2 separate regions of the Salvelinus alpinus genome follow, and region 1 is linked to region 2. A link is a contact called in public Hi-C data. All regions are on one chromosome and are shown on one strand. Each heading gives the region's core, a stretch centred on a gene start, on an enhancer-like site or on the middle of the called end of the contact. The rest is flanking DNA. Distances are from core to core; before and after follow the strand shown. Region 1 holds the start of LOC139556003 (spliceosome-associated protein CWC27 homolog). Region 2 holds the start of adamts6 (ADAM metallopeptidase with thrombospondin type 1 motif, 6).

Evidence for each region. Hi-C and Micro-C count contacts between places; a contact is called where the count stands out from the background.
Region 1: a Hi-C map of liver shows a contact between it and region 2, with 17 times the contacts expected there. The contact joins the promoter of LOC139556003 here to the promoter of adamts6 in region 2. A contact is called at or near these places in 3 of 3 Hi-C or Micro-C datasets (liver, muscle and red muscle).

The regions. Positions count from the first base shown.
Region 1 is chr1:104,204,633-104,211,752 of SLU_Salpinus.1, forward strand. It overlaps LOC139556003 (spliceosome-associated protein CWC27 homolog), which reads right to left and starts at 5,387. Exons shown (of 6, transcript XM_071369662.1): 1 at 5,220-5,387; 2 at 4,600-4,683; 3 at 4,270-4,413; 4 at 4,026-4,124. The coding sequence starts at 5,261. LOC139556163 (protein SREK1IP1-like) reads left to right here and starts at 5,650. Exons shown (of 5, transcript XM_071369872.1): 1 at 5,650-5,972; 2 at 6,376-6,420. The coding sequence starts at 5,960.
Region 2 is chr1:103,973,394-103,980,412 of SLU_Salpinus.1, forward strand. It overlaps adamts6 (ADAM metallopeptidase with thrombospondin type 1 motif, 6), which reads left to right and starts at 2,089. Exons shown (of 25, transcript XM_071338998.1): 1 at 2,089-2,567; 2 at 4,433-4,944; 3 at 5,743-6,143. The coding sequence starts at 4,842.

The sequences.
Region 1 (7,120 bases), core at 4,137-6,636, 230 kb after region 2:
TTATTGCTATTAAAAACTGGTTACCAATGTAATTAAAGCAGTAAAATGTTTTGTCATACCTGTGGTATGTCAGCCAATCAGCAATCAGGGCTCGAACCACCCAGTTTATAATAATGGATAATGATGTGATAAGTATATACCTGTGTTGTAAGTATATACCTGTGTTGTAAGTTTGATAAAGGCTTTTTAAGTTCACATTAAATACTGTTTGCACCCCACCAGCAGTGTGAGTATATCTAGAGAAGTTTGCAGGTTTATTCATCTCTCCTGTAACGTACAGGACCAAATGGGGATTCCCTCTTCAATTCCAATCCGGACATAGTAAATATATACTGTATTATGATGGCCTCTTGTGAAAATAGCACACACCTCAGACTGATTACGTCACTTGATGAGATAAATGGAATGTTGTCTGGTCACTTGGCAACTATGGGAATCAAATGCCTGGCAATACGGTAAAGACGTTTTGTGTAGATGTGAAAAATATTTTTGTTTTTCAGCGAGATTCCTAATTTTCACACACACACACACACACACACACACACACACACACACACACACACACACACACACACACACACACACACACACACACACACACACACGTGCAGCACAACTGTCCTTCAGTTTTATCCCCTGCAATTGAGCATAAAGGAATAACTCGGTGGACCAAACAATAAAATACACCCTTGTGGTCTAAAACAATATCTCAGAGAGAGAGACAGGAGAGGAGATCTGCTCTACAACAATTGCCCCTTTGTCCCAGGCCCAACACTGTAGCGACCAGCCTCCTCTTTGATTCTGTGCCAACACAAACCACGGTGCTGGGGTACAAGTCTACAGTCAAACAATCTACACTTGTGTTTAATATACTATAGTCTGTTAGCGTTGGCCTACCTGTCAGTCACACGCACACAGCTGACTGGCAGGGCCGAATCCTTATCCCAGTGGGGTTAAGAGGCAAACCAACCCGCAGCTAGATAACAGAGTTTCTGATAAAGCTGCTGTTGTATGGCAATCAGCACAGTGGCATTGTGAGATTACGACATGGATTACAGGATTCTCTCAGTAACTGATTTTGGACAATGGACTAGAGGTCTGTGATGCATCTTTTCAATCTAGGTTACAAAAACTGTCACAACGGTTCTCTACCCGACTCTCCCTCCCTTCTCTCTCTCCCCGTTGGGGCTTCTCTCGGTCTCGTGCTCCCTTTCGGGGTCCCCCCGTCCTCTCCACTACAGCAGGGTAAGTCATGTAGTGTGGGTGCCAGCATTTCTCTTTCACCTAGCAGGAACTGGCTGCAGTGGACAGGCCGGGTTCATTGATGTGGGGCCAGTGGCCCAAGGTGTGTGTGTGTTAGCAGCAGCAGCGGGGGAGGTGGGGGTTCTGCTTGGCTGACAGGGTGTCACTAGTCCTCATCAACACCCTAGCATCAGTACCGCCAACCCTCTGATTCATTTATTCATTCAAGGTCACCAAAAAGTCACTGTCTTTAAAATGTTAGTGTGTACTTTTACAACAGATAGTGTTCAATCAATCAGATATGGTGTTTGTCATTGTAATTATCTTGGACTTAGCTACAGTAGTGTAGCTAACTGTAAAGGCTCGCACACATCGCACCAAATGTGGATCTAGAAATTGTCTGCCGATCGTACAGCACAGTGTTTTAGGGATCACCCGCTGTAGACGATCCTTCAGCACAGTGTTTTAGGGATCACCCGCTGTAGACGATAGTTCAGCACAGTGTTTTAGGGATCACCCGCTGTAGACGATCGTTCAGCACAGTGTTTTAGGGATCACCCGCTGTAGACGATCGTTCAGCACAGTGTTTTAGGGATCACCCGCTGTAGACGATCGTTCAGCACAGTGTTTTAGGGATCACCCGCTGTAGATGATCGTTCAGCACAGTGTTTTAGGGATCACCCGCTGTAGACGATCGTTCAGCACAGTGTTTTAGGGATCACCCGCTGTAGACGTCTTACAGCCGACATGTTTCACAGATTCTCGATTTAAAAATCGGTGGGCACTCGGTTGGCAAAATAACAGACGCACTCTGTTCAGAGGTGCTCAGTACTCTCAGCCAGCAAACGCTAATGGAGTGTCTGAGCCCTGAGTCGCTCTGCATAAGAGCATCTGCTTAATGACAAAAATGTTAAATGTGGAGAGTGAGGAGTCATTGTTGAGTTATCAGTGTCGGCATGCAGCCTACAGTACAGCCTGTCCATCGGATTAATGATGCCCAATGCCATTACTGCAAAGCTGCTGAACCACACTGTTGTATTTCTATGAAGAGGACCTCTGGTATTTTCAGTCATAGAATGATTAGAACAGGCTTCCCCATTCAAGTCTATTATTAGTTCTATTCAATCTACTTCTGTGTGTTCAGTAATACTGCATCATAACGTTTATCATAAGATTGCTTTGAAGGACACCTATTTTTGTTAGAAAAGATCAAATGAAATAATCTGTCTTTCATCGCTGATTTCCTTGTGAACTGAACCAACCTGTCAGACTGGGCTCCCTTGTCTACGCCATAGGTCTACGCAGTACAACAGCACCTCTGCCTGGCTAGTCTATAGAATTACAACTGCCTAGTACCACTGATTTGACATCACTTTCTCTTGTACAATAGCACCACTTGTTGGACACCTAGTCAACTCTCTTATAAGAAATGTAGCGGTTAAAGGCCCAATGCACTCAAAATTCAGTGTTTTTATATCATATAAGAGCTGATGAAACTAACACTGGAAAACTGTGAAAAAATGTGATCAGTGTTATTTCCTGAGTTGCTGACCAATAACAAAAAGTTCAAAACTTTTGCCCATGACAGCTAGTTTTCCATTTTCCTTTTCCCACAGAAAACTCTGACAGTTCTAGCAAATTTTTTGCCTGAGAAATAGTTATTTGCTAAAAAACTATTTTTGCCCATTTTAATGGAAATCTATTACACAAACAAGGTTTCCATACAACCTTTTTATACGAGCAAATTGCATGTCGAGAAAAAGCTAAAAGAAATTTGTCCTCAGAAGAGGGTGGTGAAGGGACTAAACATTTTTTTTTTTAAATAAAGTACATGTCGAATAATTTTATTTTTTACGACAGGCCTAATAGAAACAGAAAAAGTTTCGGTAAACTTTCCAAATGTTGACAAAACACGATAAACAAGGTGGGATCTTTTTGCGTCTGTGAAATTAATATGTGAGAAATGTCGGTTCAAACACTTTTATGCACAAATATTGATATAATAACCATTATATCGAAGTAAACTTGGAGTCACGCAATGACATGTGTTGTCCTCCCACCACGACTCAGGAAAGCCTGCAGTTTATTAGGCTACAGATTAAGTCAGTTATGAACTTCACAGGGTGGTGAAAGTGCAAGGTGATGAGCTTGATGCTCCTTTCCAATAAATATTGAGGGTTTTATGCTGGTGACATGACATCGATGCTTGGCTGCCGTTTGACCAATAAAAATAATCTTGCTCCTTTGTCCATAATAATCTCATGCATGCTTACAGGTAGAGTATTGTGAGCTGTTGGCTAGAGTGCACATGCCAATACCAGAGTGGGCATACTCACTATATAACACAGCATATTTTGATAAAACCCATCAGTAGAGTTGAAAAAAAAAAATCCTCGGGTAAATGGAAATTTAACCGCAATAGGTATTTTTATGTGCACTACATCATCACGCACAGGCTTTTATCTGCAACAAGTAAATTTGACAGAAACACATCTCTGGTGGGAAAATATTGTTTTTATGCATAAAAATCTGTCAACAATTGGATGGAAACCTAGCTAGTAAGGTACTTAACTGTTATCCAGAAATTATTATATAATAATATTAAAACAGCTGCATTGGGCCTTGAAGAAAAAGTGTCATAAACTCTGAACACTGATGAACAAGTAACGTAAACAATGCTATTATAGCGTAACATGTGAGAAAACATTCCCGGAATTGAAATTGAAACAAATGAATGGTCAAAGTGCTAAAATACTATTGTGTGATGTAAACCCAACCCATACCTCAGTGGTTTGTAACTTGTGTGGATTTAAAGGTCTTTCCTCCGGATCACATTCCATTTCTGCTAACCTGAGCATGTTGTACATTGTATCACCTGTCACCTGCATTGAGGAAAGGAAGATTAATTTACAGGAAAAGATGGCTTCTAGAATCTGTTTGCTGCAATTACAACTGAGTTGGCTCAGATTACAAATGCTGCATACTAAAAGATTTACCTCATGCATGGATCTTCTTTTGGCGTTTTACCTTTCCAAAGATGGTGTGTTTGTTGTTGAGCTCATCTGCCCGGCCAAGGGTGAAGAAGAACTGGCTGCCGTTGTCATGGGGCCCTGCGTTGGCCATGGCAACCAGGCCTCGTCTGTTGAAGTGCAGTCTGGAGTGGAACTCATCCTGAGAACGTGGGACAGAACCAACAGAAAAACAAGAATCAGCCCCACTGTTTCATCATTAGTAGCAGTATTATTGGTGAGTTGGCAAAGGTTCCAAGTAGAAGAGTTCCATTTATGTCTAGTCTATCTTTTGGGGGGATTGAACATGATCCGAGATAATGAGGTGATGGAGACAGTGAAAGTTAACCTTGAACTGCAGTCCATAGATGGACTCTCCACCGTCCAGGTGCCTGTGGGATCTCCTCCTTGGACAATGAACTCTGGCACCACTCTATGGAATGATATTTGAACTTACTTTACCTGTTGTCCATACAATTGGTCCTTTTGGTAGGGATATTAGACAATATATCACAGGAAAGTATAATTATATCAACTTTTCAAAGTGCTGGTTCAGATTTCTAGCAGAATCATGTAAAACAGGTGCACGAGCTAGGCAAGTGCGCATGCATCTCGTGCATTTTATATTGTGCATATAATTCAGGTGATAGAAATCTGAACGTACTACCAGCGCTTTGAACATTTGATGTAATTATACCTTCCTTTGATATATTGTCTCACATCCCTACCGCCAAAAGGCTGAACCGCAGGGACAACGGGTATTTAACAATCTGGCTTGTAGAGGTCGTAAGAGTAAACTTTCCTGATACAAACGCTCATTTCTGCCCCACGTAGACTTCAATGCAATTCAATGTCGGGTTTCTAGACAAAGATAATATGTTCTGTATAATCATAGTTTATCATGCAAACCATTGTAGTGACAGTCAGATATTAATAAGGATCGTCAGGGGAACAAATGCTCGCGCTCACCTTTCCATTTGATGGAGGCTCTTGAATGTAGATGTTGCTCATTCTGTCGTTGATATTAACGAACAACTAGAAACCGGAAATCCGTTGTTTTTTCAGCAGTAGAATAGATAGCTAATTTAGAAATCAGCACTAAGTGGTTTGCAAAAATGTAGAGATTAATGTCTACATTTCTTGCTAACCCAGATTACTGTCAACCGCCATGTTGTTTAAACATGGGTGCTTTATTTACCTCGAATCAATGGGCGATGAAGGGTATTTGCCAAGTCAATGCTTGGAAGCTTTTTTCCCCTAATATTAGTTCGAGGGTGATATTTTTCAAATAGTAACAAACTATTATTACATATTTGTAGGAAAATTACGTAATTACACAACTCTGTTAAAATATAGATCATTATTTTCATATTCATCTCTAAAATTTGGTCCGTGTGTTACATTGTAAACAATCCCACTAAAACATCGCACAGAACATAAGTTAGCTTGAAGGAGGCTTGCACATTTATATCAAGAAAACACTTATTATGAAAGATGTATGAAAAAGAAGAGAGTCACAAGTACTAGTAAATTAGAATTATTTCTCAAGTAGTGAGTGAAATCCGCTCAAAATGCGGTTTTACCAAAGACGGTACAGGGAACTAACCAGTTGATATTTCCTACCGGAGCTATTTTGTAGAGGACCCACTGGGAACTTTGTGGTTTGAAATTTATGAACGCAACAAGGTTTTTGTCTATAAAGTGTGATAATGGCTGCATCAGGTATGTTTGATCCAACTTAAAACGAATCAGATGTCATATTATAATGGCAATTGGAGTTAGCTAGCTATAGCCTAACTATCGAATCCTTGCGTTTTTTTAATGGAATTTATGTACTGCTAGTTTAGCTAACCTTGCACCTCTGATTAGCTAGCATGATTGTGCTCAATGTTTAGATAGCTAGCTAAAGTTATTTCGACAATAGTTTGTGTATGGTAGTTTAGCTTCCCTATTAATTTGATAATAATTGTGTTATGTTATAGCTAGTCTCAATGTGAATCATAGAAGGAATCCAATTATTTTAGGCGTGGAATATAACGTTACAAGGCCTACGTTTTTGCTACACATCAACAAAGCAAGAAGTTGTGACATTTCTAAATTATTTGATTTCTCACTTAATTTGCAGGTCCCAATAAGGACATCAGAGCTGGGTGTAAGAAATGTGGTTATCGTAAGTAATCTTTATTGCTTATATCATGTCTCTAACTCTACATATTCAAGCCTTGTGAATACAGTTACAGCATGTTCTTTGCTGTCCCCTGACCCCTGAGTGTGTCAAATCACATTTTATTGGTCACATACACATGGTTAGCAGATGTTAATGCGAGTGTAGCGAAATGCTTGTGTTCTAGTTCCGACAATGCAGTAAGATCTAACATGTAATCTAACAATTCCACAACAACTACCTAATACACACAAATCTAAGTAAAGGGATGGAATAAGAATATATACATATATATTTATGGATGAGCAATGACCGAGCGGCATAGGCAAGATGCAATAGATGGTATAAAATACAGTATATACATATGAGATGAGTAATGCAATATATGTAAACATTATTAAAGTGGCATAATTAAAGTGACTAGTGATCTATTTATTAAAGTGGCCAATGATTTCAAGTCTGTATGTAGGCAGCAGCCTTTCTGTGTTAGTGATGGCTGTTTAACAGTCTGATGGCCTTGAGATAGAAGCTGTTTTGGTGTCCAGGAGGGCAGGTAGTTTGCCCCCGGTGATGCGTTGTGCGTTGTGCAGACCGCACCACCCTCTGGAGAGCATTGCTGTTGTGGGTGGTGCAGTTGCCGTACCAGGCGGTGATACAGCTCAACAGGATGCTCTCAATTGTGCATCTGTAAAAGTTTGAGGGTTTT
Region 2 (7,019 bases), core at 839-3,338:
GCTGCTTTTCCTTCACTCTGCGGTCCAACTCTCCTTCTTGATCAAATAGCCCTTACACAGCCTGGAGGTGTGTTGTGTCATTGTCCTGTTGAAACACAAATGATAGTCCCATTAAGCGCAAACCAGATGGGATGGCATATGGCTGCAGAATGCTGTGGTAGCCATGCTAGTTAAGTGTGCCTTGAATTCTAAATAAATCACTGACAGTGTCACCAGCAAAGCACCCCCATACCATCGCACCTATACCTCCCGGCTTCACGGTGGGAACCACACATGCGCAGATCATTCATTCACCTACTCTGCATCTCACAAAGACACAGCGGTTGGAACCAAAAAAAATCGAATTTAGACTCATCAGACCAAAGGACAGATTTCCACCGGTCTAATGTCTATTGCTCGTGTTTCTTGGCCCTAGCAAGTCTCTTCTTCTTATTGGTGCCCTTTATTAGTTGTTTCTTTGCAGCAATTCGACCATGAAGGCCTGATTCTGCGTGAACATGAACTGAACAGTTGATGTTGAGATGTGTCTGTTACTTGAACTCTGTGAAGCATTTATTTGGGCTGCAATTTCTGAGGCTGGTAACTCTAATGAACTTATCCTCTGCAGCAGAGGTAACTCTGGGTCTTCCTTTCCTGTGGCGGTCCTCATGAGAGACAGTTTCATCATAGCACTTGATGGTTTTTGCGATTGCACTTGAAGAAACTTTCAAAGTTTCATCAGACCAGAGAATCTTGTTTCTCATGGTCTGAGAGTCCTTTAGGTGCCTTTTGGCAAACTCCAAGCGGGCTGTCATGTGCCTTTTACTGAAGAGTGGCTTCCATCTGGCCACTCTAACACTCTAAAGGTCTGATTGGTCGAGTGCTCTAGGAAGAGTCTAGGTGGTTCCAAACTTCTTCCATTTAAGAATGATGGAGGCCACTGTGTTCTTGGGGACCTTCAATGCTGCAGAAATGTTTTGGTACCCTTCCCCAGATCTGTGCCGAGACACAATCCTGTCTCTGAGTTTTATGGACAATTCCTTCAACCTCATGGCTTGGTTTTTGCTCTGAAATGCACTATCAACTGTGAGACCTTATATAGACAGGTGTGTGCCTTTCAAAATCATGTCCAATCAATTGAATTTACCACAGGTGGACTCCAATCAAGTTGTAGAAACATCTCAAGGATGATCAATGGAAACAGGATGTATCTGAGCTCAATTTCGAGTTTCATAGAAAAGGGTCTGAATTCTTATGTGAATAAACAATTTCAGTTATTTTTTTATTACACATTTGTGAACATTTCTAAGAACATGTTTTCACTTTGTCATTATGGGGTATTCTGTGTAGATGGGTGAGGATTATTTTATATTTAGAATAAGGCATAACGTAACAAAATGTGGTAAAAGGGAAAGGGTCTGAATACTTTTCAAATGCACTGTATATGCATGAGGGTGAGTAAGTACCAGGTTAAGGACCTGGAATTAGGCTGGAATTCAATCAAATCCCCAATGAGGAAACTCCAGACTAAGAACACATCAAATGCCTCAAATGAATAAGGCAATAACTATAGGCGAAATAAAGAGGACAATATGCATTTCTGAGATGAAGAAAAACACAGTTCATTATTATTTATTAATAGAGGTAATGATGACAGGTAATTGTGAAATGTGAAAGTTGCTATATAGTTTTTGAACACTTGATGGCGCAACAATCCTTCAAATAGTTATGTGTTTAATCATCAGAAGAGATAGCCTAGTGTTTAGAGCGTTGGGCCAGTAACCTAAAGGGCGCTGGATCGAATCCCCGAGCTTACAAGGTAAAAATATTTTGTTCTGCCCCTGAACAAGGCGGTTAACCCACTGTTCCCCGATAGGCCGTCATTGTAAATAAGAATTTGTTCTTAACTGACTTGCCTAGTTAAATAAAGGTGAAATAAAAATAAAAATGATGCTACACTTTGCGCTGACGGTTCTTGCGCACTATTTCTATCCCCCAATCCTCCTCCCCCTGCACGTGATATTAGATCGGAACATGCGCACACATGGTTAGAATAGGCACATCTGCAATGACGTAAACTGAACCGCCCAGCCTGAAAAAGCTGCCAATTTGAAGCAGCTTGGAACTTGGCTATGGTTCCAGACCGGGTATACTGTATTAAAGGGAGCTATACTTCACCTCAATTTAGCTGTGTTGCATACACTGTCCTAGACCTAGACTAGTTGCTATTATTAAGCAGAGTACTACCTGCGTTATCCAAAAGTAACAACTCAGCAAACACACCAAGTCTATTTTAAAAAGGACAGTTGGGCTATAAATTAGGTATCCTTATTCTTGGGGATAGACTATTTTCTGCAAAGTGAGTTGTATCTTAGCCTGTGCTCCTCTGTTTTCTCAAGGGGAGCGAGCCACTGCAGTAGCGGTATGAGAGTCCAAGAAAAAGAGAATGGCATAAACCGAGAAGAGATGCACAGAGGAGAGAAGTGATCTGGCTACCACGGAACTCAGTGCAGACGAAGTCTATTGTCTGCAATCTGTACTCTACTCTCTACAGTTGGGTTTTGCCGCTGCCAATGAAAATGAAGACGGTAACTATCTGCTTGTAGTCTATCAGCACTCCATAGACACAACTCATGCACGTTTAACGGAGCCAACGCAGATCCCTCTTCTTTAAAACCTGTAGGCTATCCATCTTTAGAAAATAACAGAAAATACAATGACTTATCTTTCACATTGTGGACTACATATTTTGGAAAATCTCTTTTGTGATTTTAGCAAAACGGGAAATAGATCAAAGGTGAAAAAGTATACCCTATAGGCACTTACAATTCCTGACACAGTGTTTGGTGAGTAGCCTAAATGTTGGTTAAAGTTGCAAACTTGCATCCACTATTTATTCCATCATTTTTATAGAACAGTGTAACTTTTAACACTGGTTTGATGCCTATGAGCACTTGGCATAGCCCAGGCTACTTTATCTTGCACTGTTACATTTGTAACTCACTAAAACAGATCCACATCTGTTAGAACAGTCTGCGTGTCTGTCTGTGTCGGCAAAGTCAAACAAACCCAAATTACTTGCCGAGATAGAGTGCCTAGGCTACTAACAATAATGATTCCCGGCATTTTCAAACTCTTTTCGAAATCCCTAAAATAAGAACAGCGCTGGACTGTTTGTATTATATTCCAGTTGTAGTTGAATTACATAGCCTCCTAGATTAACAGAAGCAGTGTAAAGTCACTTGTTTTTATTTGAGCGATCGGTTGGTCGTTTGGTCGGTCGTTGTAGTCTGATGTATTCGGGCCGAGTGCCAACTGTCTGGGTCAGACGGAGTGGCCAAGTAGATTTAGGCTGCTGTCTGGATATGTGCAGCTATGTTGGTTATATAGCCTTTAGAGAAGATACAACACGCCGCTTCCAACACTATGGATCCTATCCACAGACAGATACCCACCCGTACTGGTTTTACGCGCATCTGATAGATCAGAGGTGATTGGTGGAATTTACGCGTCATTTTCACTAGGACCTAAACTTGGAACCTCGCCTGCGCTTGGTTCTAACAGTATGGCATGCAATATATATGAGCTGTGTGAGTGAGTGACCTTCTCTTGAAGAATATCCGGTAAGTGATTTGAAATATAAATGTTTTTATTGATTGATTGATCAATTGCTTGATAGGTTAATGTATGAATGTGTGCGTTATTACATGGTTATTACCTGATTATTACACCTTTACTTCTGAGTTATTTGCGCGTGCACACACACACACACACACACACACACACACACACACACACACACACACACACACACACACACACACACACACACACACACACACACACACACACACACACACACACACACACACACACACACCACACAAGCACACACACACACACACACTCAGAGGGCTTGCTGAGACCAACATTGATCTGTTGATTTGCTCCTGGCTGCAGAGAGAATCAGTGGGATAGAGATGACACAACCTGTTATAGAGACAGGTGCTGTGTTGACTGAGGAGGCTGGCGGACATCAGCACACGCTGCTTTTGTACTTGATCAATGGGTTGTTGTTGTTGTTGACTTGCTGTTGAACGTCTGAGAGGCTGACTTCTCCTTAGGCTGTGGAGATGGTATGGTGTCATAAACATCCTTAAACACACACCTCGGGTTTATCAGGCTGGGATAGAGATGACAGGCTGGTTTAGCAGTACTGGTTTAGCAGGCTGGTTTAGCAGTACTGGTTTATCAGTACTGGTTTAGCAGGCTGGTTTATCAGTACTGGTTTAGCAGGCTGGTTTATCAGTACTGGTTTAGCAGTACTGGTTTAGAAGGCTGGTTTAGCAGGCTGGTTTAGCAGGCTGGTTTATCAGGCTGGTTTATCAGTACTGGTTTATCAGTTGTTTTGTAGCAGGTATGCTTATTTACCTATGAAATGATGTATTCACAGGTATGCAGATGGATTGGTCAAGACAAGCTTCCAATATAGATCTAGATCTATAGATCTGCTGCATGGGATGTGTTTGAAGAGACTGACTGATCTACTGCTGGATTCTAGCATCACCACCACCCATGATTAGTGGCTGACATGAGCTCAGAGGGAAACACCAGTGAGGTCTGGAAGTGTCAGTTGCCCTCAGGAGGAAGCTGAGTGTCTCTGAGACATTCTCTGTGTGAGACCTGGATGAGACGAGAAGAGAAGGAGAAGTAGTGATAACATTTCCCACACAGAGGACCTAAAACCATGGGCTTGTTATGGTGCCAGGCACGCCGGACTGAAGTGTGTTCCTAGCCCATCAGTAGCACCACCACCCCCCTCAACCCTCCTCCCCCCAACCCCATGTCAGACCTTTCTCTAAATGATGGACATTTTGTGGAAGACGCTGACTTGGATATTGATATTGAGCCTGGTGGTGGTCATGGCTTCCTCTGAATTTCAAAGACTTTCGCACAACTCACAAGGTAGGATTGCGCATTGCTTAATAACCTTGTACTGCAGTGGGCTAAATCATATTCACACAGTGATTCATGGTCGTCTTAGATAGATCTACTTTGAAACAAAAGGATACACCTCAAACAAATGGTTATGGGATTAAAAAAGAGGACACCTGTACCATGTTAGATATAGAGTAGAAATGTATTCCATTTTGAGTTTGCATCCCAATATTACACTTCATATACATCACAGAAGACTGAAATATACCAAAACTGTTTGACATAGAAATACCAGTTTTATTTTTATTTTTTATAACCTTGATTAATTATGAAATTATGAAAAATATGAATAACATTCCACCCATGTGGCCACTAGAGGGCACTATTCGTGATAGAATGCATAAAAGGGGTTTGTGCACATCTCCCTAGGTACTAGAAATGCTCTCCTTCAGAGAAAGTGATTTCTCTAAGCAGTGAGGCAGGTGTAGGTATGGTTGCTGCACATGGTCAGTGGTCAGTCAGTCAGTGAGACATCTGTAACATCTGGTGATCCTGACCTCACTGTTGTTTTAGAGGGATGAATCACAACCTGCTAGCTCTGGCACACTGTGAGGTCATGTCTGTCCTGTCACTGTCTGAGTTCCACTATAGACATACACTGACATTCTACTTTCTATGAGTCCTACTATCTGTAGTGTGTATCCTGTATGTATTATGCAATGGCTAGATCCCTCTCATTTGTCTCTTCCTCCTTCTCTTCTCCTCATACACCCCTCCTCCGATGGCTCGTCCCTCCATCCCCCCGTTCATTATTTTCTGTAAAAGACGAGTACCTGTCCTACTTGCAGCACTACCAGCTGACTGTGCCAGTGCGAGTGGACGAGAACGGGGACTTCCTCAGCTACACTGTGAAACATCACAAGCCCGGTCGCAGGAGACGAACCGCCGACGCCACCAACACCACCATCGGCCCAGAGCCAACCGACCACGCTGAACAGAACCCGGCCCAGTCCCGGCTCTTCTACAGACTGTCGGCTTACGGAAAGCACTTTCACTTAAACCTGACCCTCAACCCCCACCTGGTGTCCAAACATTTCACGGTGGAGTACTGGGGGAGAGAGGGCCTGGAGTGGAGACATGACATGGTGGAGAACTGCCACTATGTAGGATACCTGCAGGATCAGTACAGCTCCACCAGAGTAGCGCTCAGTAACTGTAAGGGCTTGGTGAGTACCATGGGATGTGTTTGGTTCGGCGGTGTGTTGGAAGGAAGCTGCTGTATGTAGTAGCCAAGCAGTATTGGAATGTGTGATGATGGGATGGAAGAGAGGACAACCTGATCTGTGTGTTTCGTAGAACACCCACCACCACTCTACTCCCCTTCATGGCTTTCTGTGACTTTAGTTTTGAGTATGTCTGAGTGTATTTGTGTATATTTGAGTGTGTTTGAATAGTACTCAAGGACCTGTTTTGTGAGGAGGCCGGGAGGCCCCCATTGACCAGTCTTCTCCCTGTCTGAGTCACAGAGAGTTAATACTATGCCGTCTCTCTGCTCTGCTCTGCTCTGCTCTGCTTACCTCAGACAAACCCACAGCTCTACAGGATTAGACAGAGTGTAGTTTGCTAAATAGCATGTTGGCCTCCCTCCTCCTGGCACAGTGACACTGTTAGGATAGGGCACAGTGACACTGTTAGGATAGGGCACAGTTAGGATAGGGCACAGTGACACTGTTAGGATAGGGCACAGTGACACTGTTAGGATAGGGCACAGTAGGATAAGGCTGATGAGGAAAGCTCTCTACAGGATCATCAGAGCTTTAGTCACAGCCAGCCAGCAAGCCAGCCAACCAGGCAGTCAGCCATCCAGCCAGCCAGTCCACCCACTATAAAGAACCTAACATGCAGCCAGCCAGAAACCAGCCAGCCAACCAGTTAGTCTGCCCACTATAAAGAACCTAACACATAGCCAGCCAGCCAGCCAACCAGACAGCCAGCCAACCAGCCAGCCAACCAGTCAGTTCACCATAGTGTACCCCACACCTATCCTTCTCAATGGACTGTGACAGTAAGCATGCAGGGCTGTCTTTCTGTTTGCTTACTAA